Regions from separate parts of the Capra hircus genome. Here region 2 is linked to region 1. A link is a contact called in public Hi-C data. All regions are on one chromosome and are shown on one strand. Each heading gives the region's core, a stretch centred on a gene start, on an enhancer-like site or on the middle of the called end of the contact. The rest is flanking DNA. Distances are from core to core; before and after follow the strand shown.

The links. Hi-C and Micro-C count contacts between places; a contact is called where the count stands out from the background.
Region 2: a Hi-C map of blood shows a contact between it and region 1, with 5 times the contacts expected there. The contact joins two enhancer-like sites. A contact is called at or near these places in 2 of 5 Hi-C or Micro-C datasets (both in blood).

The regions. Positions count from the first base shown.
Region 1 is chr12:52,519,084-52,523,124 of ARS1.2, reverse strand. The region is part of intron 2 of SPATA13 (spermatogenesis-associated protein 13); the gene reads left to right. Among named protein-coding and RNA genes, the nearest start is that of C1QTNF9, 51 kb to the right of the region's middle. Within about 2 kb of position 1,859, at least 1 of the 5 cell types and tissues checked has an H3K27ac peak or open chromatin away from gene starts, as enhancers often do.
Region 2 is chr12:52,671,578-52,675,854 of ARS1.2, reverse strand. No RefSeq gene overlaps it. Among named protein-coding and RNA genes, the nearest start is that of SPATA13, 94 kb to the right of the region's middle. Within about 2 kb of position 2,709, at least 1 of the 5 cell types and tissues checked has an H3K27ac peak or open chromatin away from gene starts, as enhancers often do.

The DNA of each region.
Region 1 (4,041 bases), core at 610-3,109:
CGTCTGGGGACCACTGCCTGTGGCAGAGTTGGGGTAGGTCTTGGCTCGCTGGTGTCTGTAGTTCTAGGAAGAGTTGCAATCAAAGCTGTGTCCCCTGGATGGCCATATTTCAGAAGCATGTAAAGTTTGCTCAGTGATTCAGTTTTAGAATTTGTGGGACACTTCACATGTGTCTTGCAAGGCATATGTCTCCTGGCAAAGCCTCGCTGTTCAGATGTGAGCTTCAGTCAGGGGTTTTCCCCCATCTGTCCCTCTCTCCCTCTGGACTTCTGCTTTGAGTAAAGTGTACATTTTGGTTTTATGTATTACAATTCTGCACCACCCAGAAGGCGAGCTCTCTCCTTTCCTGTCTCTGGCGAGGCTGCACGGTTTCAAAGCACAGCCACAGCTGGTTCTCCCTGAGCTGCCCCGTGGGCATGAGCTTAAAGGAGCCAGCGTCTCATTTCCTGCCTCTGCACACCTTCCTTTCACCCGCCCCCATCACTTCCTGGAGCGTGTTTGCTCTCAGAAGGATTTGTTACCTGATCTGTCCAGCCGCTGGTTTTCCTAAACCCATCTGTCTGTCTCTCTGTTTTTCTTTTCTGTATCAATGAGGAAAGCGGGTTGCATAAGTGAAAAACAAACAAACAAAGCCCAACAACAACGGCATGTAGATTTGTGATCAGTTTATTGTCTGCAATTTTTTTGTACTTCTACTTTTGCTAGCATGCTGTTTCTGAACCTTTTTATCACAGGATGATGATATAAATGAGTTTTTTTCTCACTGTGTGCTTAAGTTGTCTGTGCTGTTTGATTTAGTAAATGAACTAAACAGCCCATAATAGCCTGTTTTTTATATGTGCATACTGCAAAAATTATAATAATACAAACTTTTCCCTAGTTATTCTCATATTTTCCCATGGTGTCAGAGGAAAATGTTTTAATACACCCTCGTATGTTTTTTTTCTGGAGGTATGTATGCAAATTAAACTGACAAAAGTTGACTTTTATTCATGTGAGTTAAGTGGGAGTTCACAGAAAACTGACTGCAAGAAGTGGTTAGGGCATCTTAACAGGGGAAAGCGGTAGGAAAAGCCACTTATGGAAAATGAGTGACTTTTAGGAAAGATGAGGGCCCTGTAGAACAGGAGGGAGACAGGCTAGTTTTGTGCCAGTGTCTGTTTAGCTGAGGGCTTCTCCTCTCAGTGATAAGAGTCAGTCTTCCCTGGTTGGAAGGAAAAGAATACCTTTTCCTTGCAAGGGAGGGAAGGGATTTATGACAACTGAGTTCTCCTGCTTTCAGGTAAAAGGAAAGCCTGTTCTTACGTGTCTCCAGCTCAGTCTGCAGCTCAAAGTGGTGTTTATTCACCATGGTGTGTTCTGGACCCTGTCCATGGTGACTTGAATTGGACATAGACGTCCAGGCTGTAAAAATCGAACTGGCAGGTCGGAAGGGAGTGGAGTTTGCCAGAGCCCACTGCCTTCTGAGCAGAGGTGACTTGGTATATCTGGAGAAAGAAATGGCAACCCACTCCAATATTCTTGCCTGGGAAATCCCATGGACAAAGGAGCCTGGTGGGCTACCGTCCATGGGGTCACAAAGAGTCAGACACGACTGAGGGACTAAAAAACGACTTGGCATATGGGCGCGTCATGGCGTAGTGGGGACGGGTTACAAGGCCCACACCTGGTGTCTGTTACTGCTGACCGGCTGCGTGGCCCTGAGCAAGTCACCAGACTTCCCTGGGTCTCAGATTAGAAGTACATTACCTGCATTTCAGGTCTCAGTTGCCACTGATTGGCGAGAGGCGGGGCTCACTTGTCCAGTCCTCAGGGCAGGGCTCTGGGGGTTTGAGGGTGGGGAGACAACCAGAGCGGCCGCTCTGCCTGCCCTGCCGTCTCTTGACTTGCCTGGTTGTTCCAGCCCTCCCTGGGTGGGGTTCTGTTTTATTTTCAAGTCGTTGTTACACAGTGTCTCGGGACGGAGGGGCTGAAGACACCAGGCTCCTAGGGACCGCTGCTTGCTCTGAGCCCAGACGTGGAAGGTCTGCGGGCTGAGCCCTCGTGGTTGTTCTTCCGTGCGGCTCTTTGAGAGCAGTGACTCACCAGGGCTGAGGTGGGCGGGCACTCTGATCCCTACGGTTGCACTTTGTCCTCCCAGGACCTAGATGGGAGCAGTGGCTGAAGCCTGGAGCCACGAGCCAACCCCAGGCCAGGAGGACTAGACAGAAGTCTGCCCACTCCCACACCTTCGGGTTTCTCCTGGTACATGGCATTGCCTCTGAAACAGTCACTTGAGAACTTGGGAAGTGTCATCGAATTCCGGGCGGCAGACTCTCCACCTGTGGGGTTGTCTGGTCTGGAATCTCAGATCCTGAGAGGTTAGTGGTGACTCGTTCAGGCACACCCAGCTGGTTAGTAGGCTGATCTGGTTTAGCGCTTGCCCCATCAGACCAAGTGCCCGCATGCTGGGCCACGCAGCAGCCCAGACTCAGTCCCCTTAAGACACATCGTCTGTGAACCTGCTGAGAGAGGCAGCCTTGGATAGCAAATGCAGCCTCTGGGCCATTTCTCCTGCAGGCCTGCGTTACCTGAGCTTTGTTAGTTATCTATTTTATATATAGTGGTGTATATATTGGAGAAGGAAATGGCAACCCACTCCAGTGTTCTTGCCTGGAGAATCCCAGGGACGGCAGAGCCTGGTGGGCTGCCGTCTATGGGGCCGCACAGAGTCGGACACGACTGAAGCGACTTAGCAGTGTATATGTGGGCTTCCCTGGTGGCTCGGTGGTAAAGACTCTGCCTGCAGGGCAGGAGACCCGGGTTCCATCTGTGAGTCGGGAAGATCCCTTGGAGGAGGGCATGGCAACGCAGTCCAGTATTCTTGCCTGGAGAATCTCATGGACAGAGGAGCCTGGGAGGCTGCAGTCCACGGGGTCACACAGAGTTGGACACGACTAAAGTGACTAAGCAGCAGCGACGGCAGTGTGTATCTGTCAGTCACAATCCCCCGACTTATCCCTCTCTCCCCTTATCTCCTGGTAACCGTAAGTTTGTTTTCTACATCTGTCACTCATTTCTCTTTTGTAGGTAACTTCACTTGTACCCTTTTTTTAAATTCCACATATAAGTGGTATCATATGATACTTGTCTTTCTGTGTTTGACTGACTGATGATAATCTCTGGGTCCATCCATGTTGCTGCAAATGGCATTATTTCATTCTTTTTGAGGCTGAGCAATACTCCGTTGTATTAATGTATATGTACTACATCTTCTTTATCCATTCCTCTGTTGATGGACATTCGGGTTGTTTCCATGTCTTGGCTATTGTAAATAGTGCTTCAGTGAATATTGGGGAGAATGTATCTTTTTGAATTATAATTTTGTCTGCATATGTGCTCAGGAGTGGGATTGCTGGATCATATGGCAGCCCTGTTTTTAGTTTATTAAGGAACCTCCATACTGTTCTGCATAGTGACTTCACCAAGTTACATTCCCACCAACAGGGTAGGAAGGTTCCTTTTTCTCTACACCTTCTCCAGCATTCATTGTTTGTATATTTCTTGATGATAGGAATTCTGATTGGTATGAGGTGATACCTCATTTTAGCTTTGGTTTGCATTTCTCTAATAATGAGTGATGTGGAGCATCCTTTCATGTGCTTTTGGTCTGTCTGTATGTCTTCTTTAGAGAAATGTTTATTTCGCTTTCACCCATTTTTTGATTGGGTTTTTTTGCATTGAGCTGAACGAGCTGTTTGTATATTTTGGAGATTCATTCCTCAGTTGCCTCTTTTGCAAATATTTTCTCCCACTCTGAGGGTTGTCTTTTCATTTTCTTTATGGTTTCCTTTGTTGTGTAAGAGTATACTACAAAGCTACAATAATCAGAACAGCATGGTACTGGCACAAAGCCAAAAATGTCAATCAATGGAACAGGTTAGAAAGTCCAGAAATAAACCCACACGTCCATGGTCAATTAATCTACGATGAAGGAGGCAAAAACATACAATGGAGAAAACACAATCTCTTGAATAAGTGGTACTGGGCAAACTGGACAAC
Region 2 (4,277 bases), core at 1,460-3,959, 150 kb before region 1:
TGCTGATTGTAGGGTGTTTATGTTTCCCTATTAACATTTCTCTGAAGGGCGGAGCCTATCATATGTCTTGCCTTTCTTGATCGCTCTGATTCTCACCCGAACTAACCCCCCACCACCCAGGCTTCTGCTGAGATTGAAGCTTTCGGCCCTCGAGGCTAGGTGAATGGCCGGTAATCTCTCATTTCCCTGGATCTGTCCTACAGCTTCATTCCTGATCCCGCAGGAATGCTGTACTCTCTTGCTACTCATCCAAGCATTTTAAAAGATGATTTTAAAAATGTCGACTCTCGCATTCCTAGGTGTTCTGTAGTGAGAGGCTTTTTGGGTTCTCTTGTCCACTCTGTTGCCAGCAGTGGAAGGTACAGTGTAGATCATCCCCTTCAAACCTAACGAAATAGGTAGCTTAATTACCTCAACTTCACAGAGAAAATCGAGATTCAGAAACATTTAATAATTTGCTTAAATTCGGAAGTTAACAACCCAGATATGATCTTAGCTCTTCTGATCTCCAAAGCCTGCGTGTTCACCCACCTTGTTGCGTTCGCTTCCCTCGCTCAATACCTTTTACTATACTAAGTGGCTAAAGTGTTAAAGCCTGTTATGTGTCTAGTTGTGATTTACTTATTTATTTATGCCACAATCAGACCTGCTGCTGGCAGGAAGCCCTCCGGTGGACAGTCGTGGTGCTGGAGCCGGGCCAGGCGCATGGTTTAGACAGGAGCTGCCCTCCGCCACAGGGGTCACTGGAGAGATTTAGCACAGACCAGGAGCTTGTTGGTGGCTTTTCTGGTTCAGAAACTCGATCGTATCAGTTTACCTGACGCTAATCTGATTCTAGAGAACTGATTCGTAGGGATACATCTCAGAGGCCGGAATTCCAGTACAAGTGTATTGACTTACAGTGAAGGGTGGTCCTTTTCAGTGACCAGAATCCCTGCATCCACTCTCAGGGATTTTTCAGGTGGCAAGATGGGGGTGGGGTGGAAGGACACATCTGCTACCAGCTTGGTGAACTTGGAATCAGAAAAAGGAAAGTTAAGTGACCTAAGGTAATTACATGGTCTTCAGGCTGAGGAAAGTAAAGCAAAGTGAAAGTGACACTTTACGACCCCATGGACTGCAGCCCGCCCCCCCCCCCCCCCCCGCCCAGGCTCCTCTGTCCAAGCTGGGGAATATGCAACAAAATTAATGCTGTAATAATCAGAAAGGACAAGTGATAAGCACACGTCAGGTGTCAACGTGATCAGCACACCAGGTGCCGTGGATGCAAAGATGACTACGATGGTGACCTGCCCTGGGGACCTGACCATCTCAGTCAACTCTAGAAAATTCTCCTTTTATGTCTGTGTGGCGCATTCATCACTTGTACTGTGTGCAACATTCCAGGCCTGGGAAACTGACTCCTGGGTCTCCAGAGTCTTCTCTGCACTGTGTGGACAAGCTTCTCTCTGGGCAGTTGCTTCTCCGGGTCCCCCTGCTCCGTTTTTAGGTCGCTTTTCACCCACAGTTACTCTGTGTGCTGTGTACATAGGGCGTGGCTTCTCACGGTGACTCACGTGGCACTGGCAGGAGGGGGGTGTGGCTGGAGTCAGCCCCCTTTGCCTCTGCCAGCGGTTTCCCAGGGAGCAATGACAAACACCTTGGGTTTCATTTTGTGTTTGTTCATGGGGTGGCTGGCCGAGGAAAGCCTGCTGGCTTATTTCTGTAACGATGGAAACGCGGAAGCTTGGGATTGCAAATAAGACGCTAGAGTCTGGGGAGCATGGGAGCATCTGGTTCAGGAGCAGAATAACTCCAAAGTAACCTGACACTTGAGAGCTAAGTTTGACCCAAATAGGAGGAAACCTGAAGGCCCTGGGTCCATCCAGCAGCCCTGCCCTGGAGGGTCACTGAGGTTCTGGCTGATGGGCATCCTCGCAGTTCAGTTCAGTGCAGCTCGGTTGAGTCAGTAGATCTGAGGCTTCATCTTTGTTTTCTGGGTCACCTAAACTGGGAACACGGAGGTATTTGATGTAGTTCTGGCCGGGGTTAGGTATTTGACTCATTTATTGGTTTGGCTCAATTTGGGTTGTTGCAAAGTTTCACTTAATAAAATATTTAATGGAGAGAAAGAAGAAAGTCACATTTTCAGCTAGCTAAGTAAGGCGTCAAATTACTGTTTAAAAGCCTTTAACTCTGTGGGCCCACAGAAGGTTCCCCCGGGTTTAGGTATGGGATGGAGGTCCCCCGGGGATACACCCAGGAGGTTGGACTGGACCCTCTGGGAGCAGGACCACTCACCCAGCCTCTGCATGGTGTGTGAAGCCACCACATCAAACAGAAACTGCTCGGAAAATAGAATTTCCTAAATCTAATGGAGACGAAAGTCAAAGCAGTGGAGTTGAGAGGCTGGAAAGCTGCTGCTCACTCTTGTGTTTTGATGGGGCCTAAGGGCACTGGGAGTCGAGGGAGAGATCCTCAGGTCCTGGTGGGAGACTGCCTTCCACTCCAGAGAATGCCGATGGAATCTGTGTGCACAAGTCTTCCTGGAGCCTTCCCCGGTCCCACATGTTCTGCTAACCTCCTGGTTCCTGCTCAGGCTGGTAAATTGACTTTGTACTTGACCTGATGTGAAGGAGGGCTTAGGAGAAAGTGGACGCAAAGTAGCCAATTTGGCCTCAGTTTCAGGGGCTGGCAAGGCTCTGGGTCCCTGGCCCTGGCTGCCAAGGGGCTGTGGGTGCCTGGAGTCCCTGATCTCGTGCCTGGTGAGGGGCAGCTCTGTCTAGGATATTGCTGGTGTGGCTCTGGTGAAAATCACCTTTGCCCCGGCTGTCTTGCCATCCACCTTTTGGCAGGTGAGTCCTATGGCTCCACCTGTGTGGAGCCTCGGGAGGTGAGTGCCAGGAGAAACATGTTAAAGTAAGCCATAAAAAGAACGAAATTGTGCCATTTTCAGAGACATGATGGACTTAGATTTATTTCATACAGAGTGAAATAAGTCAGAGAGTGAAATAAGTCAGAAAGAGAAAAGCAAATACTATACATTAGTGCATAGAAGTGGAATCGAAAAAGGTACAGGGGAAGCTGTTTGTAGAACTTGAATCAAGACACACACGTAGAAAAAAAATATATGGATACCAAGGTGGGAGGAGAGGATGGGACGGATAGGGAGATTAGGGTCGACATATATGAGCCATTGATACTACGTGTAAAACCAATGAGAACCTACTGTATATCTAGGGAAACTCTACTCAGTGTTCTGTGATGGCCTGAATGGGAAGGAAATCCGAAAAAGAGGGGATATATGTATACCTATAGCTGACTCACTTTTCTGTACAGTAGAAACTAATGCAAAATTGTAAAGCAGCAATACTCCAATTTGAAAGAAAAAGGTGAGATCGGGAAGCCTGGGTAACTGCAATTGTGGAAACTACGCGTTTCCTTTTTTTTTTTTTTCATCAATTATGGGCTTTTCCCTGAACAGAAGGATGGGGGCCTTAGGTTTGCTGTAGCAAGTCCCTTGTTTATGGAGGAGGGGACTGTTTATCAACACCAAGATTCTGAGAATTCCATCCTGTTTCTTTCATCGCCACAGTCAGCCTTCAACATTTAATGAAGACTCATGGGCGGTGACTTCCCCCTCCCACGGACAAATTCCTTTAAGGAATCATGAGACCAGTGACACTCAGCAGCTGTTTAAAAGACTGTTTAGACTCCTGGAATGATGCTGGGAATTCTGGGATTTGCGGTCTTGGTCAAGAAGGGCCCTCAGCTGAGAAGTCCAGCAGTATAATAATCTCTCTCAGTTCAAACCCAGGGGAACCTTCTTTACAAAACCTACTAGTCTGCTCCTCTTGATACAGTTACTGCCAAGTGGTGGAGTTTAATGTAAAAAACAAAACTACTATCCTTTCTGCTCTGGATCACATAATATAACATAGGAGACCAAATTCTACATGAAAAGGGTTGGATTCAATCATTCCATGCTCAATGCTTGTGTTAGATAGAGGCTATAATGCTCACTGTGGGCTAATAGTGAATTCTAGCAGGTCCTGAGAGATAAAGTGGTTTGGAATGCTGGCCACTTCTCCGTCAGTTCAAGTGTGTTCTCCGTATGTGATCTTCTTAAGCCACCTGGTTTAGCTTTGGCCATGGAGACTTGGAAGAGAGTAGTGGGAACCTTGCAGGCAGGAGCTCTGGGCACACAGCCTAACTTAAAAGAAGCAAGACGCAGACTTGAGCAGACACATGCCAGAGAAACAGGACTGATAGGATGCATACTCCTGAGTGTATTCCAT